Linked DNA regions of Capra hircus: region 1 is linked to region 2. Evidence: chromatin contacts called from public Hi-C data. All regions are on one chromosome and are shown on one strand. Each heading gives the region's core, a stretch centred on a gene start, on an enhancer-like site or on the middle of the called end of the contact. The rest is flanking DNA. Distances are from core to core; before and after follow the strand shown. Region 1 has its middle 19 kb from the start of SLAMF6. Region 2 overlaps VANGL2 (vang-like protein 2).

Evidence for each region. Hi-C and Micro-C count contacts between places; a contact is called where the count stands out from the background.
Region 1: a Hi-C map of blood shows a contact between it and region 2, with 2.6 times the contacts expected there. The contact joins two enhancer-like sites. A contact is called at or near these places in 3 of 5 Hi-C or Micro-C datasets (all in blood).

What each region holds. Positions count from the first base shown.
Region 1 is chr3:110,792,020-110,794,860 of ARS1.2, reverse strand. No RefSeq gene overlaps it. Among named protein-coding and RNA genes, the nearest start is that of SLAMF6, 19 kb to the right of the region's middle. Within about 2 kb of position 1,505, at least 1 of the 5 cell types and tissues checked has an H3K27ac peak or open chromatin away from gene starts, as enhancers often do.
Region 2 is chr3:110,661,408-110,664,162 of ARS1.2, reverse strand. It overlaps VANGL2 (vang-like protein 2), which reads right to left. Exons shown (of 8, transcript XM_018046377.1): 8 at 609-2,755. Among named protein-coding and RNA genes, the nearest start is that of VANGL2, 27 kb to the right of the region's middle. Within about 2 kb of position 1,377, at least 1 of the 5 cell types and tissues checked has an H3K27ac peak or open chromatin away from gene starts, as enhancers often do.

The sequences.
Region 1 (2,841 bases), core at 256-2,755, 130 kb before region 2:
CAGGCACTCTATCTATCAGATCTAATCCCTTAAATCTATTTCTCACTTTCACTGTATAATCATAAGGGATTTGATTTAGGTCATACCTAAATGGTCTAGTGGTTTGCCCTACTTTCTTCAAATTAAGTCTGAATTTGGCAATAAGGAATTCATGATCTGAGCCACAGTCAGCTCCTGGTCTTGTTTTTCCTCACTGATAGAGCTTCTCCATCTATGGCTGCAAAGAATATAATCAATCTGATTTTGGTGTTGACCATCTGGTGATGTCCATCTGTAGAGTCTTCTCTTGTGTTGTTGGAAGAGGGTGTTTGCTATGACCAGTGCCTTCTCTTGGGAAAACTCTATTAGTCTTTGCTCTGCTTCATTCCGTACTCCAAGGCCAAATTTGCCTGTTACATCGGGTGTTTCTTGCCTTCCTATGTTTGCATTCCAGTCCCCTGTAATAAAAAGGACATCTTTTGGGGGGTATTAGTTCTAAAAGGTCTTGTAGGTCTTCATAGAACCATTCAACTTCAGCTTCTTCAGCATTACTGGTTGTGGCATAGACTTGGATTACTGTGATATTGAATGGTTTGCCTTGGAAATGAACAGAGATCATTCTGTCATTTTTTAGATTGCATCTAAGAACTGCATTTCAGACCCTTTTGTTGACCATGATGGCTACTCCATTTCTTCTAAGGGATTCCTGCCCGCAGTAGTAGGTATAATGGTTCTCTGAGTTAAATTCACCCTTTCCAGTCCATCTTAGTTAGCTGATTCCTATATTGTCGATGTTCACTCTTGCCATCTTCTGTTTGACCACTTCCAATTTGCCTTGATTCATGGACCTAACATTCCAGGTTCCTATGCAATATTGCTCTTTACAGCATCGGACCTTGCTTCTATCACCAGTCACGTCCACAACTGGGTTTTGTTTTTGCTTTGGCTCCATCCCTTCATTCTTTCTGGAGTTATTTCTCCACTGATCTCCAGTAGCATATTGGGCACCTACTGACCTGGGGAGTTCCTCTTTCAGTATCCTATCCTTTTACCTTTTCATACTGTTCATGGGGTTCTCAAGGCAAGAATACTGAAGTGGTTTGCCAGTCCCTTCTCCAGTGGACCACATTCTGTCAGACCTCTCCACCATGACCCGCCTGTCTTGGGTGGCCCCACAGGACATGGCTTAGTTTCACTGAATTAGACAAGGCTCTGGTCCATGTGATTAGATTGACTAGTTTTCTGTGATTATGGTTTCAGTGTGTCTGCCCTCTGATGCCCTCTCGCAACACTTACCATCTTACTTGGGTTTCTCTTACCTTGGACGTGGGGTATCTCTTCACAGCTGCTCCAGCAAAGTGCAACCACTGCTCCTTACCTTGAACGAGGGGTATCTCCTCACTGCTGCCCCTCCTGACCTTGAACGTGGAGTAGCTCCTCTCAGCCCTCCTGCGCCCGCACAGCCACCGTTCCTTGGACATGGGGTTGCTCTTCTCCACCACTGCCCCTGACCTCGGGTGTGGGGAAGTTCCTCCTGACTGCCGCCCCTGACCTCAGACATGGGGTCATTGCCTAGGAGAGCTTAATAAACATTTGTTGAACTGAGTTCAGATTGGGACCCATATATCAAGAGTAGGAAAGAAGTCCTGGAAACCACTTTCAGAGCCTGTTTCTAGGGAACTAGAGATTAGGATTGTCTGGATCACCCACAGTGCCACTTTTTTTGATGAGGAGACTAGGTGTGGTTCCCTCAGAACTATGGGTGAAGGGCCTCAGGATGTTTTGTAAAACTTAAGTGACTTGCTAAAAGGTGATATGTGAAATAGCAAATGGAAGCTTCTAGATATGAAACCACTTCCTTTAGTCTAACTTATCAAAGAAGCTTCACATCCTTTGCTCTGAGCAACTCTGCAAATATGCTTGGGCTCCCACAGATAAATCTCTTTATCCTTTTCTTGTTGGGCTGAAATTGAACCACTACCCAGAAGAATTTCAGAGCCCTTGTGAAGGACTCTATAAACAGATACAGATAATCTTGAGAAGATTTTAAAATTTTTCGTGGTGTTTTTCTAGTGCCCTCTGAGATTCTGGTAGATTTCATTTAATTTAATCTAAACATTAGCCTTAATCCTCTCCCTCTGTCTGAAATGCTTTATCACCCACTCCTTACCCTCACTGCCTCTAATAGACAACTTCACTTTGTTAATGCCCACTCATTCCTCAGGGCTCAGCTCAAATGTCCCTTCCTTGGGGAAGTGTTCCTACTCCTCAGACCATGTCTGATGCCTGTTTTTACTCTGATTGTTTTAGATCTCTTTCTACAACAGCAGTTTTTAAATTTTGTCTTTAAATATCTCTCCTTGTGATTATTTGATTAATTTGTCTCTTTCCCCACTAGTCTATGAGCTCCATCAGGAGGCAGATCACGTCTGATTTTGCTCATCACTTGTATCCACAATGTCTGATCCTGCACAAGTTAAAGAGGAAGTCCTCAGTGTATAATATCTTGATTAATTAGTGAAGATGCAACAGTTTGTACAGCCTTTAACTGCCTTACCTTACCTGGAATGTGACAATCCTTTGGCACGTGTCTCAGTGACAAAGCTATTTATTCCTAAATCATATTCCCTTAATAAGTTTCCAGCCTTTGGGTGGATACACAGTAGAAAAATACTGACTACTTCCTCTGCAGAAAGCATGGTTAAGGATTAGAAAACACAGAGAAGAGTTAACCTCAACAATGTAGACTTAAGGCTACTATCCTTTGAAAGGTGTACTTACAAGGTTGACTCTTAGCTAGTGTCTAGGAACTTGGTTTTAGGGAGATTCTACCATTTCCTAAGAGCAATTCACTGAACTTAA
Region 2 (2,755 bases), core at 128-2,627:
TTGGCCAAAGTCACAGAGAAGCTTGGGTCTGGGTAGAGCTGAGAGAAAGCCCCTCATCTCTCAACAATAATTCCAGGGCTTGATTACAAGTACAGTGTCAACTGAACATTCCCATTTTTTAAATAAATGACTCCTGCTGGAATATTCTTTTGTACAGTATCTGAAAGATTAGAGAGATACTGGTAGAAATAAGGCAATCCTTAGAAACATGAGATACACTTCAGAAATGTGTCTTAGTAGCATGTGAGAGGTTGTCACTATTGAATGAAATCATCAACTGTTCTCTGAAATTCCCATGAATCTACCCAGAAAGGAATCTTTCCCTCCTCCTTATCTTGACAACCACCCCAGAGAACAGCTAAGTGGTCACGTTCCCAAGTGTTTCTCTTCTCAGAATCAGAGTTCAGAATAAGCAGCTTTCTTTTTCATTCACCCTGAGAAGGGTGGAGCAGTGACAAGCTCACACTGCCCCCTCCTGGCCCTCCCACTCCCTAGCAAGGAGCATACCTTCACTCCTTCCTCACCTTCTCAGGCTCTTTCCACTCCTGTTTAAAAAATAAAAAAAGAGAGAAGAGGAAAAAAAAACAACAGAATGCCCCCACAAAAGTCAAATGCCTTTATTTTATATAAAAAAAAATTTGTACAGTTTTAATTCCTATGTTTAAGAAAAAAAAAAAACCCTAAAATTGCCATAATGTTTAGATCCACTGCAAACTGTAAAAACAAGCTTTTTATATATTAAAAAAAAAAAGAATTTACATTTTACAACTTTCTACATGCATGCACAAGGTCTCAGCTCTGTAACCCAAAAAAAGGGGGGGAAAAAAATCTAGATCCAACAGTGGAAAATTCTACATTTACAATCTCACTTGGAAGGAACTCAAAAAGCCCCCTTCCTTGCACACACAAAAGAACAAATCACAACAATCACACACCAGGACCAACTCCATCAGCAGATGCTGCCCCGTGGGGAAGGCAGAGGAAAGAGAAGACAGACTGACAGACACCACAGAGGGGCAAAGGGAGCTCATCCAGGCCCAGGAGAGGAGAGAAGCTTCGACTCTGGGAAACAGCTGTTTCAGATGAGAAGGGATCCCAATGTCTCATCACAGGTATTGCAATAGGGATGGCAACAGGACTGAAGTGGGGAGGGGAAGTGAAAAGGAAAGGGCTGAGATGAGGGGGGTGCGGTGGGAAGGGAAAAGGAGAGGCGAGAGGGAAATAAACAGGAACAGAAATAGCACGAAGAGGAGTGTCAGAGACAGGGACCAATGGGGACAGCGGCAGAGTGGCGAGGTAGGTGCAGGACTGAGGCACAGCATCCTGGTGTGGAGGGGAGGACCACCGGCCTTCCCAGGTGGTGGAAAGGAAGGCCTGGGAGGCGTGGCGGGGATGACCTAAGACGCCATGGGGCCGCAGGAAAGAGCACTGGAGAGATGCAGCCACAGCGTCCGCGATGACAGTATGTGGGGTGGGGGTGGCAATGGGTGGGCACACCCCCACGAGGGAAGGATGAGAAAATCCAGCCTGTGATGGGACAGACAAGAGTAGGGGACACTGGTCAGAGGGACCGAGGCAGCTACAAACCCTACCTCAGTTCACAGTATGGAGACAACTTCCTATACAGGAGAAGCAAAAGACAAACACAGCCATACACGTGACAGTTCATCCTGACATTTTAAAAAATAACAATAACAGTAATCAAAGAAGACAAAGATACCACAGTTCTGACGCCAAGGACCAAAACACTACCAGTCTTCAGTCACAGCCCTTAGTGCTTAGAGAGAGTGTTGGGGGGGGGGGGGGGGCGGGAGTGGGGAATGTCTTTTTGTTTTAGTTAAAAGGAATGAAAAAATCACAGTGATTAAAAAACATGGCAGGTTCTTAAAATAAACACTCCCCCACCCCCTCATCTAGGGCAGCAACTATGATCACAAATACTTTCCCTCTCCCCACCCAACTCTTCCCCAAACCACACCACATCCCACTCCTGCCCACAACGGCAGTGACCCCAGTCACCATCCAGGCCCCGTTTTCCAGGATAGTGAGGTATTTAGAAATGTGACCCAGAAGGGATTCCTCTGAAACCACGTCTTTGAAGAGAAGAAAAAAAAATACCTTCCCAGGACCTCCAGGACAGGATGGGTATCACTCGGGCTTACCCTCAAACTCACAGCCCCAGCCCAAGGCTGCCTTCCAGGCCCTGCCCAAGTCAGCCGTGTAACCCACCCATGTGCAGACAAGATAAGCTCTGGCTGAAGAGCCCTTCTCGAGGAAGTAGTGTGTGGACAGATGTGCTTTTCCAGAAAGGACGGCAGGACAAACAATCCCCAGGCTCCATCGTGCCCAGGGTTGCCAATACAGAGAGGAAGCCTCCCCGGTAAGAGATCAATGGGGGTCTTATCCCAGGGTGCCCTCTGCAAGGCAAGAACAAATGAGTTTTCCAGGGGAGAGATGGGCCTACAAAGGGGCATTGTGAGTTACTCTGAGGACGGGCTCAAGGGACTGCTCCAGCCGGGCCACGAGGACACTCCCCGACCTGGGCGCTGGCTGGAGGTATGTGAGTACTCCTTAGTTCTATCCCCCTTGGCTAAAACTACATCATTTAGGGATGTCTGATTTCAAGGCTCAGATTTACAGTGAAATTAAGTATTACAAGGCCAGCAACTTTTGCTCAAAATGAGAGTGAACCTCTCAAGAATTCAAATTGGGTGCAAAGACTACGGCAGCTAAATGGGGTGAGGGGCTAAGTACC